Regions from separate parts of the Mus musculus genome. Here all the other regions are linked to region 1. The links are chromatin contacts, called in public Hi-C and Micro-C maps. All regions are on one chromosome and are shown on one strand. Each heading gives the region's core, a stretch centred on a gene start, on an enhancer-like site or on the middle of the called end of the contact. The rest is flanking DNA. Distances are from core to core; before and after follow the strand shown.

What was found. Hi-C and Micro-C count contacts between places; a contact is called where the count stands out from the background.
Region 2: a Hi-C map of centroblasts shows a contact between it and region 1, with 2.7 times the contacts expected there. The contact joins the enhancer-like site here to the promoter of Brwd1 in region 1. A contact is called at or near these places in 1 of 484 Hi-C or Micro-C datasets (centroblasts), 1 of 115 datasets of contacts at active chromatin or transcription factors (memory CD8 T cells) and 1 of 9 other capture datasets (liver).
Region 3: a Micro-C map of embryonic stem cells shows a contact between it and region 1, with 3 times the contacts expected there. The contact joins the enhancer-like site here to the promoter of Brwd1 in region 1. A contact is called at or near these places in 3 of 484 Hi-C or Micro-C datasets (all in embryonic stem cells), 2 of 115 datasets of contacts at active chromatin or transcription factors (embryonic stem cells and memory CD8 T cells) and 1 of 9 other capture datasets (liver).
Region 4: a Micro-C map of B cells shows a contact between it and region 1, with 2.9 times the contacts expected there. The contact joins the enhancer-like site here to the promoter of Brwd1 in region 1. A contact is called at or near these places in 1 of 39 promoter capture datasets (pre-B cells), 3 of 484 Hi-C or Micro-C datasets (B cells, CD4 T cells and muscle stem cells), 2 of 115 datasets of contacts at active chromatin or transcription factors (memory CD8 T cells and pancreatic cancer cells) and 1 of 9 other capture datasets (adipose tissue).

What each region holds. Positions count from the first base shown.
Region 1 is chr16:96,079,032-96,084,831 of GRCm38.p6, reverse strand. It overlaps Brwd1 (bromodomain and WD repeat domain containing 1), which reads left to right and starts at 2,404. Exons shown (of 42, transcript NM_145125.3): 1 at 2,404-2,578; 2 at 2,652-2,710; 3 at 2,825-2,854; 4 at 2,959-3,018. The coding sequence starts at 2,530.
Region 2 is chr16:95,739,169-95,744,968 of GRCm38.p6, reverse strand. No RefSeq gene overlaps it. Among named protein-coding and RNA genes, the nearest start is that of Ets2, 40 kb to the right of the region's middle. Within about 2 kb of position 2,683, at least 64 of the 459 cell types and tissues checked have an H3K27ac peak or open chromatin away from gene starts, as enhancers often do. A contact at or near this core is called in centroblasts and liver, where this site is marked.
Region 3 is chr16:95,766,635-95,772,434 of GRCm38.p6, reverse strand. All of the region lies in intron 1 of Gm32130 (a long non-coding RNA gene), which reads left to right. Among named protein-coding and RNA genes, the nearest start is that of Gm41509, 29 kb to the left of the region's middle. Within about 2 kb of position 2,529, at least 123 of the 459 cell types and tissues checked have an H3K27ac peak or open chromatin away from gene starts, as enhancers often do. A contact at or near this core is called in embryonic stem cells, liver and memory CD8 T cells, where this site is marked.
Region 4 is chr16:95,812,385-95,818,184 of GRCm38.p6, reverse strand. No RefSeq gene overlaps it. Among named protein-coding and RNA genes, the nearest start is that of Gm32130, 13 kb to the right of the region's middle. Within about 2 kb of position 3,469, at least 121 of the 459 cell types and tissues checked have an H3K27ac peak or open chromatin away from gene starts, as enhancers often do. A contact at or near this core is called in B cells, memory CD8 T cells, muscle stem cells and 1 more, where this site is marked.

The sequences.
Region 1 (5,800 bases), core at 1,155-3,654:
TAGAACTTTAATTCCAGACAATGACTAGCATTTGGGATAAAGATTCTTGTAAAACTACACTTTACTTTATGATAGTGTTAGGAAATGTAATACACACGTCCTTGGTCTATATAAACATTTAAAGGAACTGGGGGGATGTTTTAGTGGTCAATAACACTTCACCTTCCAGAGGACCCGGTATGGCACAAGGGAATATTCACATCAGAATGTCAAATAAACTGTTCTAGTTATGGATCTTAACGATTTAACTTTTCAGTCTATGTGAATGTCTGCTTTGCCAGTTTGTGCATATGTGTATCACCTGCAGGTCAGCAGAGGGAGCGATAGAGGGTTGTGAGCCATTGTGTGGTTGCTGGGACTTGAACTCAGGTCCTCTGGAAGAACAGTCAGTGCTCTTAGCCGCTGGGCCATCTCTCCAGGCCCTATCTTTATTACTTTGACTATGGCTTGTGAGCCTACTGCCAGTAGGTTCCCTTGGTGCTACACCAAGTCCATCTCTTTATCCTTATGGCTACAGTTCCAGTGGGTCCTCTTTGATTTACTCTCTCAGGTTTACTAAGTAATATTTTTCTGTATCTTGGTCTCAACTTGCAACCTCTCCTTGACTGGAACGTTCCAGTTTTCCCATTTTCAGCTGGAGACTCTCTGGTTGTGTCCATCAGTCACCCCGAATACTTGAACTAAACCTGTTTTAAAGGGTCTCATGTACCTTGGGGCTCTCCTCAAGCCGTGTGGATAATCATGTCCGTGAACTTCTGAACCTCTGGCCTCTGCCTGTGCTGGGATTAGTGGGTGCTTTGTTTCTGTGCTGCTCTGGATCAAACTCAGGCAAGCCCCCGAGTAAATGACAGAGTTCTTTGGCTTTCTCCTTCAGTTGCATGACATCCCCAGAGGAGTGAAAGTTCCATACCTTTCCCTCAGGCAAGTTGGTTTTTATCCCAGTGCCCTAAATCTTATCACTATAGTTCACCTTTCCCTTAAAGGACGCCAAACTGTTTCCATGGGAACGGTGGAGTTTACTGTTCCATTTTATCTTACCACTTGGTGTTTGCTGAGTTAGGATTACTCTGAATAGGTGGGCCATCTACATATTCATATGTACTTTCCATGTAATTAATGAAAGTCAACTCAGAGGCTGGAAATGCGTATTAGTTCATAAAATCCTTGAGCTCTGGAAGGAGCCGCACTGTTGGCTACAATTTACAGATAAGGCCAATTGAGACAGAGGTTAAGTGATTTGCCTAGGATCATACACCTGATAGTTGGAGCCAGTCTAAGGTTCACTGCCCGGGCACGACTGGGACACCTCGTTCTGCCTCCGCACGCAGGCACTAGAATGACTAGCTGGTACAACGCCTTGGTCACAAGACAGGACTCCTACAAATGACCTTGCTCGGTCAGCCCTTCGCAGGGGCGCAGGGGTTAAGAAAAGAATGCGGAGCCACCCTAGCACTATGTCCTAAGCCTAAGGAAAAGAAACAGCCGAACCACCCTAGACTCTTTATAGACACAAACAATTCCCTTGCCGCACCCTAGCCCGCGACAGGAGCTCGCTTTCCCGTTGGAAGACGACTGTCTTTTGGTGTTTGGGAATAAAGAGCCGAGGTCGTTTGAGGTCAGGCCTCTTTTTCTGACTCTCTGCTGCCCGATAAATCTAACAATGGCCATGTTTAGTTCTGTTCTGCACTCTACGTCAGAGCTTGTCAGCGCACACTGGACGTGGTGAAACAGATCCGGTTGGGTCAGGAGCCTAGAGCGGTAATTAGGGGGATTTTTCTGTAACTCTTCCACCCCTCCAACAAAACGACTGACACTTGTGGCCGCAGCCCGTTTCCCACGGGCCCTCTGAGTTCCCGTCAAGTCATCGCGGACTCCCAGATTCCGTCACCCGTACCGGGCATCTTTAACCCATCGCGGGGCGCGGGACGCGGGGCGGCGGGAGGTCGGGAGGGCAGCGGGTAAGGTGGTGTCGCAGCCTCCGCTCTGGGTTCAGCCACCCTCCTGCAGAGCTCCTCCCCAGCCTCAGGGTCTTCAGGCCCAGCCCAGGTGACCGTCCTCCCAGGCTCCGCCCTGCCCTGCCCCGCCCCGCCCCCTCCACTCCAGCTCGCCGTACCGCCTCCGCCGCCGCACAAAGGCCGGCGGCCGCCTCACCGCGCGCAGGAATCCGGCCACGCGCGCCCCAGCCCCCCCACCCCCCGCCCCGCGGACGCAGCCCCGGCTGGCTCGCCGCCCCCTTTTGCGCTTCACGCCCCCGACGCACAGGACGCCGAGGCGAGGCCCGCCTCCCAGCCAAGGAGCCACATCCGCGTCGTGCCACGCCGCCGGCTCCCCGCGGGGGGACTACTTCGCTCCCCGCCCCTCGGTCCCGCGCGACTTCCTGCCGCGGACGCGTCGGTGCGCGGCGCGCACGGCATGGCGGCGGCGGCGCGCGCCTGAGGAGCTGGGGGTACGCCGGCCCGGTCAGGCCTCGGCGCGGCCTACGCGCTCCACTTGTTCGCTGGTCCGCTCGCTCCCGCCCGGCGCCCCGCCATGGCGGAGCCTTCGCCGGCCCGACGTCCGGTGCCTCTCATCGAGTCGGGTAAGACACGGCCGCGCGTCCCCTGCCCGGTGTCGCGCAGCCGCCGCTGACCGTCCCTGTCTTCTCCCCGCAGAGCTGTACTTTCTCATCGCCCGCTACCTCTCAGCTGGCCCGTGTCGCCGAGCGGCGCAGGTGAGTGCCGGCTGGGCGAGCGGGCGGGCGGGCGAGCGAGCGAACCGGGGGCGAACGAACCGGGGGTGAGCGGGGCAGCTGACGGGGTCTGACCGCGCGTCTTCTCTGCCGCAGGTGCTGGTGCAGGAGCTGGAGCAGTACCAGGTCGGTCCGCCGCCCCCGCGTCCCCGTCCCCGCCCCCGCGTCCCGGTCCCGCCCGGCCTCCCGGCCGCGGTGGTCACCCGGACGCCTTTCGTGTCTCATTCCAGCTGTTGCCGAAGAGGTTGGACTGGGAGGGCAACGAGCACAACAGGAGCTACGAGGAATTGGTGAGCAGCTCCCGCGTCCTCCGCGCGCCCGCGCCCCCCAGCCGGGTCTCTGCTCCCCTGCGGGCGCCGCGGGGCCGCGCCCGGGGGTGGTCTCTGGTGGTCCGGCGTCCCGGGGCGACGGGCCCGACCCCCGAGGGCTCGCGGTGGCGGGGTGGGGGGCGGGATTTGGCAGAAAATGGTTTTGGGGGCGGTGCCGGGCGCAGGCGGGGGCGCCCCTGGCTCGCGGCCGGGCTGGGGCTCCAGGTGCGGCCGCCAGCCACTGAGAGGGGCGCTCTCATCTCTCTCCCTTCCCGATTTGTAACTCGAGCTCTCATTGGTCTCTCCTTTCTCTGCCCCGCCCAGACTTTCAGACCTCTTGTTCCCCAGGAATAGAGAGAGAGTCCTTAGTCTCCCAAGGTGGAGAAATGGCCCCTTCCTGTACTGTACTCCCTTCCTCTGTAGGATCGCACAGAGTTCTCCGTGGTGAATATGTCAGTGCGGCACCCCTGCTTCCCCGACCCGTGCACTGTGTGTTGACTGCCTTTAGAAAGTTGGCTCACACTTGATCTTGCTGTATGTAGCGGTTCAGGCTTTAAGTTGACATCCGTCAGTCGGTGTATTTATTTTTTGAGACAGGGTGTCATTACGTACCACTGTCTTGCCTTGAACTCGGGTAGGCCAGGCTGGCCTTGAATTCATTTCCTGCTTCTGAGAGCTCGGACTAAGCTCTCAGAAGCAGTTGTGTGTGCCTGTCTTAACATTTCCGAGGAGTGGTAACTTGCGGATTACATTTATTTTCCTTTGCCTTATTTTCCCTACTTGCTTAGAGGTTCTTGTGTATAGTTGAGTTTTATCCAGGTAACAGAGGCTTTGGGTGTTTATCGTTAACGAAGCACAAATGTTGCAGGAGAATATCTTCGACAATTTTAAGATAAAAGACTCACACTGAGCATATTGGTTACAGAAGGTTGAGATGAGTGTGTGCTGTTGATGTTTGGCTGCACAGCCCCGTTTGGCTTGGACTTGCAGTCCTGCTTCACTCATCCTCTGCTGGGTCGGGATTACAGGAGAGCTCACTGACTTCACCATGTGTCCAAGACCAGTAGTGAACAAAAAGTCAGCCAGGGCGTCAGTCATGCATGTGGGCAGTTCATTCTCTATACCTTGTTTTCCAGGGCTAAGGAGTTAACTGGATAACTAGAGGGCTCAGCAGAACAGGGCAGGAGTGCTAAAGCAGCGGTTCTCAACCCACGGGACCCACCCTTTGGGGGGGTTGCATGTCAGATATCGACATTGCAGTTCATAACAGTAGTAAAATTACAGTTAAGTAGCAACGAGAATAACTATGGTTGGGGGTCACCCCAACATGAACTGTGCAGGGCTGCAGGGCCGCGGCGTTAGGAAGGCTGAGGACCACTGGTCTAGAGCCTCTACCATTGTCCTTTCCACAGCCAGGTGTTGGCCGTGACAGGTGCAGTTGCTGAGTAAAACGGGGTTGCTGGTTTGTTGTTTAATTTGACTTTTGAGAGTTATTTTTAAGAAGCAAATGTTCAGGTGGGTAAGATGACTTATCTATAAAACTACTTTCTGTTACCCCTAACGATGTGAGTTTACTCCTGGGGACCCCGAGTGGAGGAGGGAGAGATCCTACTTCCACAAGTGGGCCTCTGCATTCCACCCTCAAGCCATGGCACACATGTACAGGCATGCAATGCCCTTTTCTTTTGTCTTTTTTGTTTTTTTGTTTGTTTGTTTGTTTTGACAGGGTTTCCTCTGAGTAGTTTGTTTTTTCCCTCCCCCTGACACCACCTACCTCTTTTTTTTTTTTTTTTTCAGTGTTTCTCTTTGTAGCCCTGTCTGTTCTAGAACTTGCTTTATAGACCAGGCTGGCCTCAGATTCAACATAGATCCACCTGCCTCTGCCTCCCAAGTGCTGGGATTAAAGGCGTGTGCCACTATGCCCAGCCAAGTCTGTTTTCTTCTGTATGAAATTTTAAAAGGTTTGTAGGATGGGTAGGTGCTGGAATGTGAATCCAATCTGTCTCCTAGTGCTGTACCCACAGGCAGGGTTTAACCACACACGTTTTCTACGGGACAGGGACCTGATTCTGATTTACAACCCCAGGAGAGCTCAGCTTCTTTATAGCCACACCCCCTTCCTATCTACCTCCTGGGTCTAAGGAACGTCTAACAGTTTCACTTGTGTTAATGCAGAGCACAGCCTTTGAGTGAAGAAAGCCAAGCTGTTGGGACACTGCTGCCCTACTGGGGGGGGGGGCGGGGGACGGGGGGACGTTAGAGGCACAGAGATAGATAGGGCCCTGGTGCTGAAAGGTCTGAGGGAACTGTCTTCTGTCATGCTGCTTGTCACCTGGCTGGTCACTGCTAGGGTATCGTCTCCTCCTCACCCTTTCCTTTCCCGTGGTGGGTGAGGACAGGGTGCAGGCCTGGGTTGTGGAGGTGGACCTCACTGAGCAGTCTGCTGGCCCTGGATTGGTATAGTTTTGGTGAGGATGTACGTGTAGCTTCTAGACTTCAGATGCTCTCACTTTCTTTAGTATTTAGATGAGTTTTATTTGAAGCCTACACAAAGTGGGAGTTGTTCCCCACATACTCACAGATTGCAGTTTACCATTTGCTGTGTTTCTGTTTTCGTCTGAGGCATTGTATTCTAATTCCCATCAGCGAAATCTTCCCACAAGTGAATGGCCTGCCGACCCAGGCACCAGTTACCTGTTACCCAGTGGTTAGTCAGAAAGTTGTGTTGGTTCTCACCCATTGTGTCTCCTGTGAGCCAGTGTCC
Region 2 (5,800 bases), core at 1,434-3,933, 340 kb after region 1:
GTTTGGAAATAAACACCAGCTCTGCTCCACTTCTAGGGACCCACTGTAAATTTAGGAGAGTAAATTTAAACTAAGTCCCTTAAACCACAGGAATACAAAACCTATGGCTGCATGATTTAAAGACTACCCTGTGCTGCCAAGCATTTGGATGGATACACTCGAAATGTTTGCCTTGTTAAAATTTTTCTTTTAAAGTTACTTAAGGGTCAGGAGGTGGCTCAGCGGGCAAAGGTGCCACCAGAGGTGACAATATGAATAATCCTAGGATTGTAAGGTAGGAGAAAAGAAGTTCTCCTTTGACCTTTTGTATGTGAGCATGTATGTACACACTCCCCACATAAGAGAAGTGAACTTAACTTTTTAAGTCACCTAAAATATGCCAGGTGTGATCTGCCAGGTGTGCTCTGTCAGGTGTGATCTGCCAGGTGTGATCTGCCAGGTGTGCTCTGTCAGGTGTGATCTGCCAGGTGTGCTCTGTCAGGTGTGATTTGCCAGATGTGGTGCCTGCCTTTAATTCCAGCACTAGGGAAGTAGAGGCAGGCAGATCTTGGGGTTACACAGTGAAACCTTGCTTTTAGAAAAAGGTTCTTAAAATGTAAGGCGAAATAGCAAAAACATATTTTTCAGTTAAAATTACATGAGAAATAAAGCAGCCCAACAGAAACCTGGCAAAAGCATAAGATTTTAAGGACGCTGCAGTACCTGTGGAGTGGCTGAGCTGCTGAGGGTTGAGTGTCTTAGAATGAGTGTGTCTTAGACTATGCACATTTAAACACAGAGAGTATAGCTTTTTACCCAGTAGTACGTATAAAATAGAGCCTATGCATCCACCCCAGAAGAGAGTTAGAATGGGAAGAAAGGGTTCCCATTTAGGAAACAGAGATTTAGGAAAGCAAAATGGCAGACTCACTCGACTGTCCTGTAACTACACGATGCACACTGGTAACACTCTGGTCAAAAGGCTGAGCCTGTATGATGGTAAAAATACTCAGAAGATGGGCAAGGGTGAGCTACTCAAAACCTAGTTTTAAACGAGTCAGTAAAGACAGGAAAAATCAAAGGGCCAGGAAGGGACACAAGCACAAATACTCAAAACTAAGCAGATGTGATTCTGCTGGCATCGGGAAGTGACAGGGAGGAGGGATGGTTCCTTCTGACAGAGGTCCAGAGAATCACAGAGAAATAACACTAATCCCAGTGTGCACAAAGATGGAAGCAAAACCAGCCAGAGCCCAAGGGGAAGTGGGCAGATCTGATAGGACGAGAAAACAGGGGCCAATGAGAGGGCTCAGTGGGTTCAGGTACTTGCTGCGCAACCCTGGTGATCTGGGTTCAATTCCTGGAACCCACAGAAAAGTGGAAGGGGAGAATTAACTCCACAAAGTTGTCCCCTGACCACCATATGTGCACTATGGTATGAGCACTTCCACATTACACACACACACACACACACACACACACACACACACACACACACAACTGAAAGTTTCAACAAACAAACAGTTGTTAAAAAAAAATTATGTTAGGTCTAAAAATCGCTGTTTGCCAAGATGACTAGAGGATGTGACCGTGTCGACCAGGACAGGTACAGAACGAATGTACATTTTTTGTATGTGCACTCAGACAGATCATGTGCTGAACCCAAGAGCAGGCCTCAGCAGATTTAAGAGAACTGAAATCATACAAAGTTTATATTCTGCCCACAGCAGAATTTAATATGTCAACAACAGAAGAATCTGGAAAATCCCCAAATATTTGGAAGTTAAACAACATAGCTCATGGGTCAGAGAAGAAGTCACAGGAAGGATTAACACTATTTTGAACTAAATGAGAATAACAACACAGCATGTTCAAATTTGTGGGAAACAGCTAAGAAAAGATCTAACCTTTCACGTTAAGAGATGAAAAATTAAATCCCAGAATAGGAAGGAGGAAAAAATAAACATGAAGTAGACAGGAGTGAAAAAATGTTAAAGTAAAAAAACAAAACAAAACAAAGCAAAAAAAAACCCAAAACAATCAAACAATAGTAGTAAAAACAGACGTGCATCCGGCAGCTGGTAAACATCTAACAAGATCGACTTAGCCCAGGAGACGTGCACATCACTGCCGCAGGACCAAAAGGTGTCAGGACAGACCCTAGAGACTGAAAACAAAACCAAACGATAAAACCAGCAACAAAAACAAACACACAGAAATGATCAGAGCAATTTCACTCCAGCCATTTGTCACCGTGACCTTGTGTTTGCATTAGAGATTGCTTTTCTTCTTAGAAGGTGTGTGCAGAGCAGTGGAGCAAAGCGTCCGCTATGGTTGGGTGTAGGTAGTGAGCTCATAGCCCAGGCTCTGGTCTCTGTCCTTTCCAGTCTCAGATGGACCCTCCCCTTCTGTAAGTTCTTCATACACTGATCCCACCAACTGTGGGCAGAACTTATTCAAGGAAAAAAAAATGCATCTCTGCTGACTTGTTCCCACCACTGTTTTCTAAGCAGGTTATGAGGCTTATATATCACATTCATACTGATTATTATAACTAATCTAACGGTGATTAAAATACACAGGGGGGATGCGCATAGACCATTCTATATAAGAGAAGTCAAACACACAGACTGTGTTATGGAGCTGACAGAGGAATTCCAAGAATGAGTACTCTGTGGGTACGGGGGAAACTATATTTAAAATATCTGAGGGACTATGGAGATGACTCAGGCCATAAAGTACTGGTCTTACAAGCATGAGGGCTGAGTGTGATCTCTAGAACTCTCATTAAAAAAAAAAAAAGCAAACATCAAAAAAACCAGGACTGGAGGCCACACTTGTGATCCCAGGACAGGGAGACAGAGACAGGTGGATCTCTGGGGTTTGCAAGTCAGCCAGCATGGCAGGAATGAACGTCACTGAAGAGTGCCTCCTGCCGTCATATGTGTAGAAACGTACATGTGAACACATGTATACTTTTCAAAATCTAATACATGATTGGGAACTGTGAGGCAGCTTAGACATTAGTCAGCAGGGAGACTCACTATAGGTGTCCTTTGCGGTAAGACTGCCTACGAGGATAGTGGCTGTGAGCTTGTCACTCACAGGGCAGGGCTGGTCCTTCCTCACAGTCAGCATAAGGAGATCTGGCCCCTTGCCTGTGTAGTGCCCAGCCAGGGAAAGGAGAAGCCAAAATTGGCCAGGAAACTTGAGACCAGTGTGCTGTGGACCCTCCCACAGACCATGTCGGAGAGGATGGATCCATCCTTTGGCCTTGGCTCAGCCACTTTCACAAGGCCCAACATGAGACCATGGATGGGCTTCCTCTAGCTACTAGGGATAACTTGAACACGGCCTGCAGCCGCCAGCATGGCTCTGCTCTGTAAACAGAGGCCTGACCTATTTAATTCTTCCCAGGGGTTGGGTAAGAGCTTGATTCACGCAGACATGAAGCTGTGGCCTAATTGAATCCTAATTACTCAGAGGATTGCTGTTTACCCAAACTTCCAGTAAACCGGACTCCTCACGCCATGAGAGCAGGCCGCAGCGCAAGAGGCAGCGAGGAACACGACGCAGGTCAAGACTTGTCATCCCTGGAAGTCCTTTCTGTAAAAGATGTGATGTCACTAATTGCTCAAGGATAAACAAAAGCAAGGCTGGCAAAGCCTACTTTCTGGATTGAGAATGGCTTTCCTGTGTTTCTGAGGGGCCATCCACTTGGAAATATTTCCAAATATGCAAGGCTAATGGGAGTGCCAGAGCCAAGCCAAGGAAGCAAGCAGGATTCCCCCACCGTGTGGTAAACGCCCCTGTGACAGGAGTAATCTGCAATGGAGAGAAACCTCTGTATATCCAGAACTCAGCAAAGAAGAGGAGACTGATGAGCGAGCGGCCATCTTAGGGACTCGGTTGATGTCTGGGTAGGGTTGGGCAGAGACTGTGAGGAGCACACCTCTGAGCACATATGATTCTTTTTATGCAGAAGAATGTTAAATAAACCAAACCTGACTCAGGAAGACAAGTGTTATGTTCTTGCTCGTGTGCGGAAGCCAGAGGAAGTGAAGACATAGAAGCTGAGAGCAGAGCAGAGGTCACTGGAGGCATTGAAAGGTGGGGTGTGTGGGGAAAGTGTCAAATTGATAATGGTGTGGAATGATAAAGTAGCATTTATAATTTATTGTATATTTTATAAAGAATGAGTTTAAGGTGCTTCCAGTCCCCAACATTACATAGTAAATGTCCAAGAGAGAGAAGTGCGCATGACTCAGAATTGTCATCATGTCACACACATACACCAAATAAGCACACTGTGACCCATACGTATGTATAATTGCACTAACATAGAACATTTCTATGAAAAATACCTCTATATACGGAAGATATATCACTGTTTTCCCAAATGTCAGCCAATACAGGTGATTCATTTTAATTTAAGCTTTTTTTTTTTTTTTTTTTTGCATTTCATATGAAACAGGCTTGAGGAGGACAAAAAAATCCTTTACGGAACATCGTCACTCCTTTCCCTGTCTCCCCTATGTCAGCAGCATCGCTCTTGTGACTCTAGACACTATGGTATTAAAGTATTAAAGGGCTTTCACAAGCTGGAATAGATCGCTGGCTGCTTCCAGTGAATAGCAGAACCATACAGCATACTCTGAATTAAATAAAGCCATCCTCTACCCCCGTGGTACTGCCTGATTCTCCTACGACTGCTGGAGCAAAGCACTACCACCTGGTCCTTCCGACAGTCGTACCACACCTGGCTCTGCCCTCAGAAGTGTGTGAACCAGCCCAGGCACACTGGAGACCCTCTCCTACCCTCTCTCCAGCTCCTCTTTGGCTCTCCCTCATTGGCATTCTTTGACTATGGCTACTCTGCTCCGGGCTCTGCCTGCCCTTCTGTCCTCTTATACTTCACCCCCGTGAATCTTCCTGACTCCATTTTCTTACTTATAAAAAGACCTGTCATTGTTTGCGGTGCCTACCCTTATCTATTATGACTTTATCCTAACTATTTGTTTCTGGGGGGAAAGAAACCTTCCAATAGTGTTGGACCCGAGGCTCTGGAAAGGTTGTGGGCTTTGGGCTCCTCCTTGAGTGCAGAGACTACATACCAAATGTTCATTTTTGCCCAACTCTGCAAATCTACAGAGACCTGCTAGGTCCTGCAGCGCAGTATGGAAGAGGCTCAGGCCACAGGTTCTGGAGAGAGGAAGTCTAGACCACGCCACAGGGAAGAGAGGGCTAGAGAGCTGGTTGCCATGGTGATTCCCTCTCGGTTTCCACGGTTTCCACGATACTCCTGCTGCCTCCCACATGGTCCTGTGTATCCCACATGGCCCTGGGTTATTTTGAGTCAATCCATCCCACGCAAAGGGCCACAGGTATCTGGACAACCTGTTCTCCTTCTCATAGTTTAGGGTTCAGTGAGGTCTTAGGGAAGAAAGGGCTTCACTTCAAGGAATGCAGGATGAGTCCCAGGCATAAGTAGGTAGTTTCAGGGCCACTGGGAGGCTCAACTGCAGCTGCCTTCAGCCTTCAGGAATGGTCTCCTATCAAGGCAAGCATTGAATCTGGGACTTTCTAACAACCATGGCTGAGCCTTGGAGTTTTGTGTTATGGATTATGTGTTTAGGAAGCTCAAGAAAAAGGGCCAGGGTCTTAAAGCCACACTGGGCCTCTGTATGGGACACCTTCTATCAGCTGGTTCAGGGGATAGTCTGCCATGTGTCTGGAAAGCCAGCTGCCCTCTGAAATCCTCTTACCCCATACATCCTGTTCCGCACACCTTCTGTTTCCTAGTTATCTGGAAGGATGGTCA
Region 3 (5,800 bases), core at 1,280-3,779, 310 kb after region 1:
AGAAATACGCATTTGCATTTTGCTAATATAGCCTTCCCACCCAGCTGGTTGAAGATCTTCATTCAGTTCACCCAGTAACACTTGTCCTTGAGAACAGTGTCTCACGGGGAGACGGCTCAGCTAGCAAAGTACAAACAGGAGCAACGGAGTTCAATCACAGGCACTTAGGAAAACGCCAGGCCGTGGTTGTACGCTCTTTCTACACCAGGGAGGGGGAGCCAGGCAGATTTCTCAGGAAGCCTCAGGTCCCAGTGAGAGACCAGGTATCAGAAAACAGGATAAATGGCACCGAGAAAGAACAACGCCCAAGTTTGTCCTCTGGCTTCCACACAATGTACATGCATACACATGAAAACACATATCTGCACATGCTTAGAATGCATGCATGTACACACAGGAACACATACATGCACATACATAGAGCATACTCCCTAGCTGTTCACAATACTCACATGCATGCACATGCGCACATGAATACATGTACACACACATGCACACACACACACACTCACGACACCCAAGTTTGTTCTCTGGCCTCTACACAATGCACATGCTCACACACAAAAATACATACCTGCACATGCTTAGAATGTGCACATGCACACATAGGAACACATACATATACATACATAGAGTGTATCCCTTAGTTCTCCCCTACACTCATACCATGCTTGTACATACACACATGCATACACACACACACACACACACACACACACACACTGAAGTGTCAGCCCTGGGTTTATGCCTAGCACTGAAAGTGGCATTTGTAGAGTGGATGGCTTTAGAAGAAATGGAAATGGGTAAGGTTTCTACTGAGGAGCCAAGAACAACACCCTCAGTAGTTCCCGGTGCCTCCTCAAAGCTTGCATCTCTGCTGCTGTCTTTCTGGCTCAGGTAATCACACAGCAAACAGCCCTAGCTCTGAAGGAAGGTACTGCGTGTATATGTGCTGCACTTGGGTTTGAGGTAGACAGCTCTTATCACCAGCAGCATCCTGGGAACTGGGAGCCAGAGGCTATATGTTCTTCCCATGGAGACCTTGTTCCAGTTAAGCCCTGGCCAGCTAACGGACAGGAACAGTGGTGGCGGTCGGGGAGGGGCTTGGCTCAGCATTCACGGAAAGACAGTGTAGAAACATCTCTTCCTGAACTGCTTTCCCGGATGAGAATGGTTTTCTTCCCATTGCACTTGCAGGGAAGCATCTTCCTGGGCCTTTAGTAAGCACACACAACTCCTGGACTCTCCCTCTGGCATGGAGGAAGAGGGCCATCCTCTGAGGCACTTGTGAGACCCAGCCTGGGCATGAGGTGTGCTGATGGGTGACCATGAGTCACCCCCTGGGAAGGGAATGTGCTAGACCCAGCTTTCCAATGCCGTGTCTCCCATGTTGCCTATACAGGAAGGAGGGTGGAGGAGGCTATGGCTCAGCCTGTAGCTGAAGTCCAGCAAGCTCTCCTCACAGAGGAAGGCACCCAGTGAGCTCAGCCCTCAGGGAGGCTTGGCCAGCATCCTCACTTGTGTGAGAGGAGATTTTGACACCTGTCACCAGTCACTTTGTCTTTGTCCCTGCTCCTCAGTTTTGCTTTCACAGAGCTGGTCCTGGGCTTCCAACCTTCCTACCTGACTCTTTCCTAAGATGGAGCAGGGCTTCAGGGGCTGTGTCACTTGGGTCAGGAAGCCAGGCTCTGTTGCCTGAGATCAGCCTGTGCTGGGTAAGCCACTGCTGTCTTCATCTGTGACAGGGAGAATGTAGGAGACTTAATGAGTCTGTGTTTGCCAAGCTCTTTGAAGACTCTCAGAGCTCATGAAAGCCTGTGCTCATTATAGTGAAAGCTATAGCTGCTCTGGGCTTTAATGTTGTTCTTCCCTTGGAGGCCTGACAGGCTAGCTCTCACTCACATGGGTAAGACCTCAGTGGGTGCAGAAAGATGGGGGTGGGAAGAAGTGGTATGCATGCTCTAAGTGCATGTGGGGTGTGTGTGTTTATGTGTATGTGTGGGGGGGGGCTGTGGGGGAGGGGTACATGCAGTATGTGTGGTGTGTATATATATGTGTGTGGTCTGTTGTATATATAGTATGTATGTATGTATATTATATGTGTGTGTGCTGTGTATGTATGTATAATATGTGTGTGTGTGTGTGTGTGCGCTGTGTATGTATGTATGTATGTGTTGTATGTCTTATAGTGTGGTACAATGTGGGTAGTGTGTGGTATGGTTGGTGTGTTGGGGTGCGTGGTATATGGTATGTGGGGATGTGTGTGGTGTGTGGGTATGTGGTATGATGTGGTGTGTGTGCCCTGGTGTGTGTGTGTGGTGTGGTATGTGTGTGAGGGATATGGGTCTGTGTATGTCGTGTGGTGTGTGTGTGTCATGTGGTGTGTGTTGTATGTTGTGTGTGCTGTGGTGTGCGTGTGCAGGGTATACGTGTCTAGTGCGTGGACCTGGGCTTCACTCCCGCAGTGACTGTAAGGGGACAAAATCCCTTGCTTAGGTGCTGGCTCTGGCGGCAGCAGTGAACTTTTGTTCTGAGAACACCACCCACACACAGTCGGTTGCTGCCAGGAGCTGTGCCGCCCACACAGGATCAGTCAAGCCGGCATGAAAGAAATGAGCTTCCAACTGGCTCCAGTTTAAGTTTCTTTTCTTCCCTCCTCTGGAACAGCTTGAAATTGCTTCTCTTCTTTGTTGGGATCCCTGGAAAACTTCACCTCTCCTCCACCTCCAGTGTACTCCCTCCCTCCACCTCCTACCCCCTCCCCTCTCCTCCCCTAGCCTCGACCCACACCCACCTGTCCCCAGTCCAGGGATCCAGAAGCTGATCTGCACCCTTCACCATCTGATCCCGGGCTCACTGTTGCCCCTCAGTGCCCTGCAAGTCTAGCAGATTCTAGATGAAGCTGGGCAGAGGCAGGCCTGCACTGCCTACAGGTGAGAGGCTTGTTAGGGTGAGGACCAGAGATAATCCTTCACACCATCAAGGAGCTGGTGTCCCGAATTTCAAGCAAGGTTTCCTCGTTCTTCCCGGGGCAAGCAGGCCCTTTAGACTCCATTCTCTGGGCTTGAGAGCACACAGTGACACTTTCCACCGAAGCTCCAGGTAGACAAAACAGAGAGGAAGGTGCACCGAATAGGGTTAGCAACCAGGGCACACTAGGTTGTGAGGAGGCACGCTGGGGAGGCAGTGCATGAGAGCTGGACCTACCTGCTGCTGCTGCCTCTGTGTGCTGCCTGGGAGTGGGGTGGGTGTGGGTGTGGTTATGGGAAGGGCTTCTCCTGTCTGCCTTTTTTTTTTTTTTTTTTTTTTTTTGCCACCTTCTTTTACTGGCTACCAGCAGCAAGGTGGTCCAAGGCTTTTCTAAAAATTGAGGTATTGAGGTGGGTTGTTGCTCAGTGGTTAGAGTACTTGCCTAGGTACCAAACCTGGTTTCTTCTTATCACATTAAGATGTCTACGATATCCCACAATGCCCCACACTAAACATGGTTTGAAAAGTTCACATTAGGGGCTGGAGAGATGGCTCAGTGGCTAAGAGCAATGACTGCTCTTCCAGAGGTCCTGAGTTCAATTTCCAGCAACCATGTGGCTCACAACCATCTGTAATGGGATCTGACGCCCTCTTCTGGTGTGTCTGAAGACAGCGACAGTGTACTTACATACATAAAATAGTCCACTCAGTTCACAGGTGTGGGATCCTGGCACTCCTCCTTTTGTTTCTGGCCTCGGTGGCTTGCCAGCTGCGTCATGCCATGCACCCAAGCTCTGCTCCATCTCAGGTCCAGTAACTACTTCACCCTGTGACTGGGAGACTTCCCATTTCGTTGTTTTTTCTCATCAGCAATGGATGGCTGTGACCTTTAAGTGCTCTTGCTTAGCAGGATCCACCTTGTTTTTCCTTCTTCCTCCGGTGAGCTGGTAGGCTCTGTGTAGTGTCCTGACTGAGTAAATCCCCACACAGCACCTGAGAACTGGGATATCGGCACCATGACATTTGCTGTGAATATGTGTGGTCTTCCAACAGTTCTTTGCTGCAACTAAGCCTTTGTATCTCTGTCTACAAAATGAAGGGTTTGATTCATTTGGTCTCTAAAACTGGAAATGCGGTGGCACACGCTTGCGATCTCAGGTCTCAGGAGACTGAGGCAGGAAGATCATGAGTTGGAGGCCAGTGTGGGATCCATGGCTAGACCTTGCCTGAACTTCCCCTCTGCCCCAAAAGCAAGGAGCAGGCAAGTCTGAGCTGCAGAATAAAGCAAGCTAGATTCCTCCCTAACCCCGACCTCTGTCTAATCTGCTACCCTGACAGGAAACCGTGGAGAAAGACTGAAGCTATGGCAGGTCATCTAAGAAAGGCAACAATGACAGACAAAGTCCAACCCAACCAGGAAGGGGTTGTCCAGGCACCACGGTTTATAAGGGGTTCTGGTTGACAGAAACCTACCTTCCAAATCACCATTGGGATGACGTAGCCTTTGGGGCTTCAGACTGTGTTAATAGAAGAATGCAGACACATTGGAGGTTAAGACAGTGTAGAAGCTCCTGAAGTAGTCTGAGCACTGTGTTACTCTGCCAACAAGAGGCTGAAGGAGGAGGGATGGATGGGACAGTGAAATGTTCCAGAACCACATGGTGTCCAGGAAAGCTCTGTGGAGGACAAGGCAGAGATTGCTGTCCACATGGGGAGCTGACACTCACAGAGGTTCCCAGGTGGGTGGCCAGAACTCAGTGGCAGCAAAGGTTTCAGGAGAATGGAGAACTCTGGTAGAGATTAAGGATCCAGGCAGTAACCAGGAGACCCGCCAAAACTCCAAGGATCTTCTCTGTCTGTGACTTGAACCCATGAGTTTAGACTGGGTGTGTCAGGGAGGAGAAAGGGAGGGCGGAACCCTGAGGAATCCCAGGCACTTGGGGTCAAGCTTCCTTGGGCCTTACTAAGTGGGTGGCCTGCTGTGACTGGGAGCTTAGACTATGCAAATGTAGGGCTCCCTTGGTCTATGAAACTATTAGGAGGTAAATTTCTGAGGCAATAGAGCATTAGTCTGAGGCAATGGGCTCTCCTCAGATCCACCTAAGCTCTCATTTGAATCAGATAGGGTGATTCACTGCCATTTCAAGACTATTTGAAAGCTGCTTGCTTTCTTCCTGAACACCAGACTGGTGCCAGGCACAGGGCTGGGCTCCATTAAGAATTGGTGTAGCCAGTTAGCACATTGCCCTTTACACCTAAGAATTGTGGGAGGAGGCCAGGGCAGCCTGTGACTCTTTGCTGGTCTTGGGGTCCTTTGGTCACCACAGCTACCTGGGACTCCCTTCTCCAAGAAGGGTGTGTGTGGCCCCTGAGTCTATGGCCATTGCTTCTGATGGAGATGGACTTGGCACTGACAAGGTCATTGGTTACAACCTATAGATCCTGATGAGTTGGGGCCATAAGGAGCCAGACAGTACATCCCAGGACCTTGGCTATACTTTATAGGGGGAGTGTTCACAGGGAAGGCTGCCTGACACAGAGGCTGCAGTTGGAACTGGGTGATACATTATTTCAACCCTGTGATCTTCCAAGACATTCTCAGATGGGACTGTGTAGCTGCTTTTCAGGGAAGCTGATTCTGAGATACTTTAGAGGATTACACATCCCCTAGTCTGTCTGTAGCCCCAAGTGGCCTGGAGTTGCAGGAGAGGAGCCAGGCAATTGGAGCCGGGCCATATGGAGTAAAGATGAGACATTCCACATGCTACATAGGTCAGGGTACCCCGTGCTTAGAAAACACAAGAGCAGACTGGAGAGGAATCCCCCCAGC
Region 4 (5,800 bases), core at 2,220-4,719, 270 kb after region 1:
TGTCAAGGCTGCAATCATGTGTTCTACCCTACTGGGCATGCTCCAGGAGACAAAATCCCACAGCAAAGGGTAGCTTGCTCATCATTGCGTTTGCCGTGGTGGTTAGGTAACAGAAGGAGGCAGAGTCATGGGGTTCCACAGCGAGACAGTGTGGACCACATGCCTATGACTTCTGGTGGCTGGCCTAGAACTTAGAGTTTTCTTTTCTGTGTTCTTCAGAACCCTGAGTGACTTCTGCTTTGCAGAGCTGTAACTATAAATAAAAATTAAGGCTATTTGTTGTGTTCAAAGTCTACATTGGTCTAAATCTTTGCTGTTCCCCTTCTGGAAACCTCTAACCATTACTTCTCAGTCTAAAGGTACTCACTGGAGGCATTCTCTGCCATCTGGCCAGGTGGCATGAGTTGGTCACCCCCTTGAAACCCTTATCATCCGATTGCTACAGAAACATTGCCACAGTTGTAGTGGTTTGAGATGACACCTTTTATTATCTCTCACTCCTAAGAAGTGTGTCTGGGTCTTAGGAGTCTAACACTGAGAAATTAGAAGGTCCATGTGCCCTTTTTTCTGAGGTGCTGTGGTCTGAATAAGTCCCTCCAAAACAGAAGTGTTGAAACTTTATGGGTCCTGTAAGGTGTGATCAGGTTAAAGGGCTCTTCTCCTGGTGAATGAGTGCAAGATCTTTCATTCAATGTTCAACACGCGTGTTCTTCCACCTTCTGTGAACACACTCTGTTCCTCCTGTCATAGAGAACACAGCCCTGAGCCATTTTGGATGCAGCCCATACCAGAAGATGAAGTCAAAGGAGAGTCCTTTGACTTCTCAGAATCCGGAATTGTGACAAAACTCTTTTTTTGTTTTCTAACAATGAACTCAGCCTCAGGTATTTTGTTACAGCTGTGCAGACTAAGACTTCAGGGTTGCTGTGGCTAAGTACTACCAACTGGGAGGCCGCAACAATAGGAATTTCCTGTCTCACATACTCATGGTTTTAGAGCAAAAATGGTGTGGGCAGGACCACACTCTCCCATCTGATCCAGGGAGAGTCCAACCTTGTCTCTGGCAGCTTCTGGTGGCTGTGGGAATCCCTTGCAGCTTCTGATGGCTGTGGGAATCCCTTGCAGCTTCTGGTGGCTGTGGGAATCCCTTGCAGCTTCTGGTGGCTGTGGGAATCCCTTGCAGCTTCTGATGGCTGTGGGAATCCCTTGCAGCTTCTGGTGGCTGTGGGAATCCCTTGCAGCTTCTGGTGGCTGTGGGAATCCCTTGCAGCTTCTGGTGGCTGTGGGCATCCCTTGCAGCTTCTGGTGGCTCTGGACATCCCTTGATTTGTGATTGTATCACACTAGTCTCTCTTCCACCTTCATGTGACCTTAACTTCTGTGAATATGACTCTTAGAAAGACCTTGTTCCTGAATTTAGGACCATTTAGGTAATCTCAAATGACCTTATTTTGAGATCTCAAACTTAATTATATCATAAGTTTCATAGTAAATTTACAATGAGTGGACGGGCAAAGTCTTTTTTTGGTGACTAGTATTTGATCCATCCCAGTTGCCTTGCTGGGGATAGATCTTGATAAAAACTCACTCAAAGCCTAGGTCTTATCAAAAGGCTTTCTTACATGGAATAACTTCAGTTCAGAAGTCCAGTTGCATAAAGGGAACATAGAGTTCACCAGACATAGAGTTTCCTGGGTGGCCAGCATTTCAGCTTATTGGAGAACCAGACAGTTTGTGAAAACCTGAACTTGAAAAACAATGTGCACAGTGTTTGAAGTAGGTTTCTTATTTAGTGTTGGGCTTCATCCATAGCTGTCCTGGGTCCCATGTGTCCTACGGGTGGTGATGGATTAGATATTTGTCCTAGGTACTGGTGCAGAAGGCTAACTTGTGGTTCCTGAGGTTAGCTCATGGGGCATCTGGAACGTTTGCACTTCAGCGGTTTGCTATGAGTCCCAGTGTAAGTCACTTCTTTTCATGTGGTTGCCGATTTGTCTGGCTAAACCCACCACACGTGCATGGCTTGAGAAAGGAAATACGTCTGTAAGTTCTATGGTTGTGACTTCTATTTTCATTTTGATAAGTCTAGAGTGAGAAGCTCCGAGAGTTGTTGAGGCTCTTCTGTTTCTTATCCCAAATTATGATCTGAGAAACAGACTCTCCTTAGAGTGAATGAGTGCTGACCCTACACACTTTCCTCCTGCGTGGGCGCGCGCGCGCACACACACACACACACACACACACACACACACACACACGGTAGGCACACAGCGGCAGTCATATACCCAACGTGGACTCCTCCACCTCAGCAGTCACCGTGTGAAGTCAAACACAGAGTGACTTCATTCCAGGACCACTGGAAATAGAACTAACATGGCTCGGGGAACCTGCTAGACTGGCTAAGGTCCACATGTGGACTTCCACCACCTAGGACCATTTTAGGGAGGCAATGCCACAAGTCTCCTGAGGTGCTGAGAGGTGCCCAACCCTGCACCACAACATGAATACCTGGCTACTGGCAGTGGCCCTAGATCATCTGCTCCATCATTCTGCACCAAGACAGAAGCCACATTCTCATTCCTACCTCCTCTCAGCCTTGGACAGATGTGAGTCCACTCACGTGCATCCTTTGCATAGAACAGTAGCTGCCACCTGTCAGAGTTGCTGCCCACATGTCCCCAGAGATCCCCGGGCCTTCTGCACTCCCTTCCTGCTTGCCCGTTTTCATTCATTCTGCTTCTTCCGAGTCATGCCTATGCCACACTGACTCTAATTCTCTCTCGGCCATGTCGTCTCCCCTGCCTGGATAGACCACATCCCTTTGCCACAAAGTTCATCTCTCATCTCCTTTCCACTGAGGCAGTTCTCCCATCCTACTGATGTCACCCCTCAGCTCTCATCACCCCAAACACATGTTCTGTCCATTTCTTCTCTCTGTCATAGAGTGGGGGCCCAAGGGAAGAGAGATTTGTTTTGTTTTGTTTTATTTCATTGCCCCTTCCCAGGTGCCCGCCACAGTGCCCAGCTGGCACTAGGAACACTCAGCTGAATGGATGAATGAATGAATGAATGATGAATGAATGAACGAGTGAGTGAGTGCACGTGAGAGCCCAGGGCAGCATCTGCCCAGTGTCCCGTCCTCCATCTGTTCAGAAACTGCCTTGTCATTTTGTCTCCAGTGAGTCATCCACTCACGGACCTCATGATTTTTTTGCTCCCCTCCACCCACAGACTTTTAAAAAAATGATGAAATGCTGGATGGTTTGGGATTGCTGTGGGATGTGTGCTTTGTGTGCTTTCTGAGGCTCCTGTGAGGCAATGACCATGTAACTTTCCATGCAACATCTTAGGGAGGTGGTACATTTCCATCGAGGCTGGAGAGACTGGTGGCCGATGTCCAGGGTAGTGTTTGATTAGGGAAACCCAGCTTGCTGGCATGCAAAGCTATCTGCAGGCTGTGTGCCAGATCACAGCAACTGACTGCCTGGTGCCCAGGCCGTGGGTGGCACATCGAAAGCTCACAAGCTGCAGTGCTCTGAGAACCTACACTTTCCCTGCACTCTGCCCCACCTTTACTCCTAGGCAGTCAGCCATAGCCTTGCAGATTCATTACCTGGAGGGCAGCTGTCTGCTTATCCTTCTACAGGGTGCCGTGACCAGGCCAGCTAACTCATTTGTCAAGCAGGCTGGCTCAGGGTGAGACAAGGGTTTTGATTCAACAATGCTCTCACCCAGGACTGCTGTGCTTATTATTATTTTTTTCTGCTTTTCTTTGTCCTTAAGGGAACTGTTTGCCCAGCATGCCGATTTTCAGAATGTAGAATGATCTTGATCCATCCATGGGTTCACTCAGCTCGTATGAATGAGCTCAGTGGGAGCTGCCTTAGGAAACTGACAATATTCAGCCATGTAGCACTTGCTCAAGGTTAAATCCACATTTCAAAAGCTAAGACCCCAATTCACATTCCTTCTCCTGCCAACTGACCTTGTCACCATGGGACAGTTGCAAAGGGATTCTGATCCTCTGGGTCCCTATCTGGAAAATGGGTCAATTAACAGCAATTTTGGGAAGGACTTGAGATAACTCCTGTGAAATAGGAAGCAGCAGGAACCCCTCAAATGGCAGCTGCCTATTGTGGGCCATTGAGCTAGTCTTCATCAGAGTGAAAGCCCTAGGGATAGAAGGGGGGTTGGGTGGAGGGACTTTGATGCTTCATGTCTAGCCCAGGGCCAGGCCTGAGCTCATCTCCCAAGACGCTGTTTTCTCTATAGTTTGGCTCTGTTCTATGGCCCACTGAACATCCAGATTATGTCTTAGATTCTCTATTTTCTATCAGCTTGAGCATGCTCACACTCCAGAGAAATCCTTCTTATTCCATGACCTGAGTCTTTTCCCCTCTCAGCAGGCAGTTCAGGGAGCAGCAGCTAATCACTTGGTCAGTTGCTGGTAGACCTGAAGTTCCTGGGATGGTCAGCTTTGTCTCTCTGGGTGTTATCCAGATTGTGAGCTCCCAAGTCCACCTTTCCTTAAAGCTCTCTTCTGTGGACCCTGACCTAGAATACCAGCTAGCTTTTGTAGGAATGACAGACAGGTCATGCAATTCACAGAGAGCCTGGTGCCAAAGGAAAATATGGACTCCATGCTCAGGACTTAGGAATTTCAAGATGGCAATCACTGAGCCTTAGAACAGGAGTTTGGGGTCTAGGGGCATAGTGCAGTTGGTAGAATGTTTGCTTAGCCCTGGGTTCAATTCCCCAGGCTGCATAAAAACGGGGCCTGGCTGCACATGCTTGTGACCTCAGCACACATTCAGAAGGTGGTGACAGGAGAATCTGAAGGTCAAGGCCATTCTCTATGGCACAGTGAGTCAAGAAGAAGAAGAAGAAGAAGAAGAAGAAGAAGAAGAAGAAGAAGAAGAAGAAGAAGAAGAAGAAGAAGAAGAGAAGGAAGGAAGGAAGGAAGGAAGGAAGGAAGGAAGGAAGGAAGGAAGGAAGAAAGAAAGAAAGAAAGAAAGAAAGAAAGAAAGAAAGAAAGAAAGAACAGAACAGAACTTGTGTTCCTCAGAGTACAGGATCCATGCTAGCACTGCTGCAGGCAAGGATATTATTTAATTCAGCACAGCTGATGGCCATGATTCTGTGATCATGAAGCACTCAGCTGTGTTCCGCAGGATATAGACACGTTGGCCTAGTGAATGTGAGTTACTGGTTCCATTCAAGCACCTGTCCGTTTTTGATTCTCAGCTCCTGCACAGGATGGAGTCCTCAGGACATAACTGTACTAGGTTCCGCTACAGCGTTTACAACTTAGTTTGTAGGGTAGACCCCTTGGCCATTTTAAGGCAAATTCCCCTCTACCTATCAAGAGTGTTCAAATGTGCAGTGCAGTCAGAGTAGAGAGCAGCCTGGCAGCCTGCTGGAGGAGATTTGGTAGAGGAAGCCTGCTAGAGGACTTGGATCCACAGTGTCACTGGTTTTCTTTTTCACTCAGCCACTAAGTTGCAAGGTGGAAAAGGAGAAAGAAGCCCAAGCACACTGACTTTGTTATTTTCTTTGTTTGAAACAAAAAAAAACAAAAAAATCCCAGGCTAGCCTCCATCCTGCCATCCAGCTTCTGCCTCTGCTAGGATCATCAGTGTGAGCTACCGTGCCTGGTTCACTCTTGGTTGGGAGTAAAATGTCTATGACTTGAGGTTTACCACCTACACAGCTAGGAGCACAGCAGTTGACATACATCCTACTTGTGTGGCCTTCTCTGTTCTCTGTGTCCGGTTACTTTCTGTCTGTAAAACTAAATTGT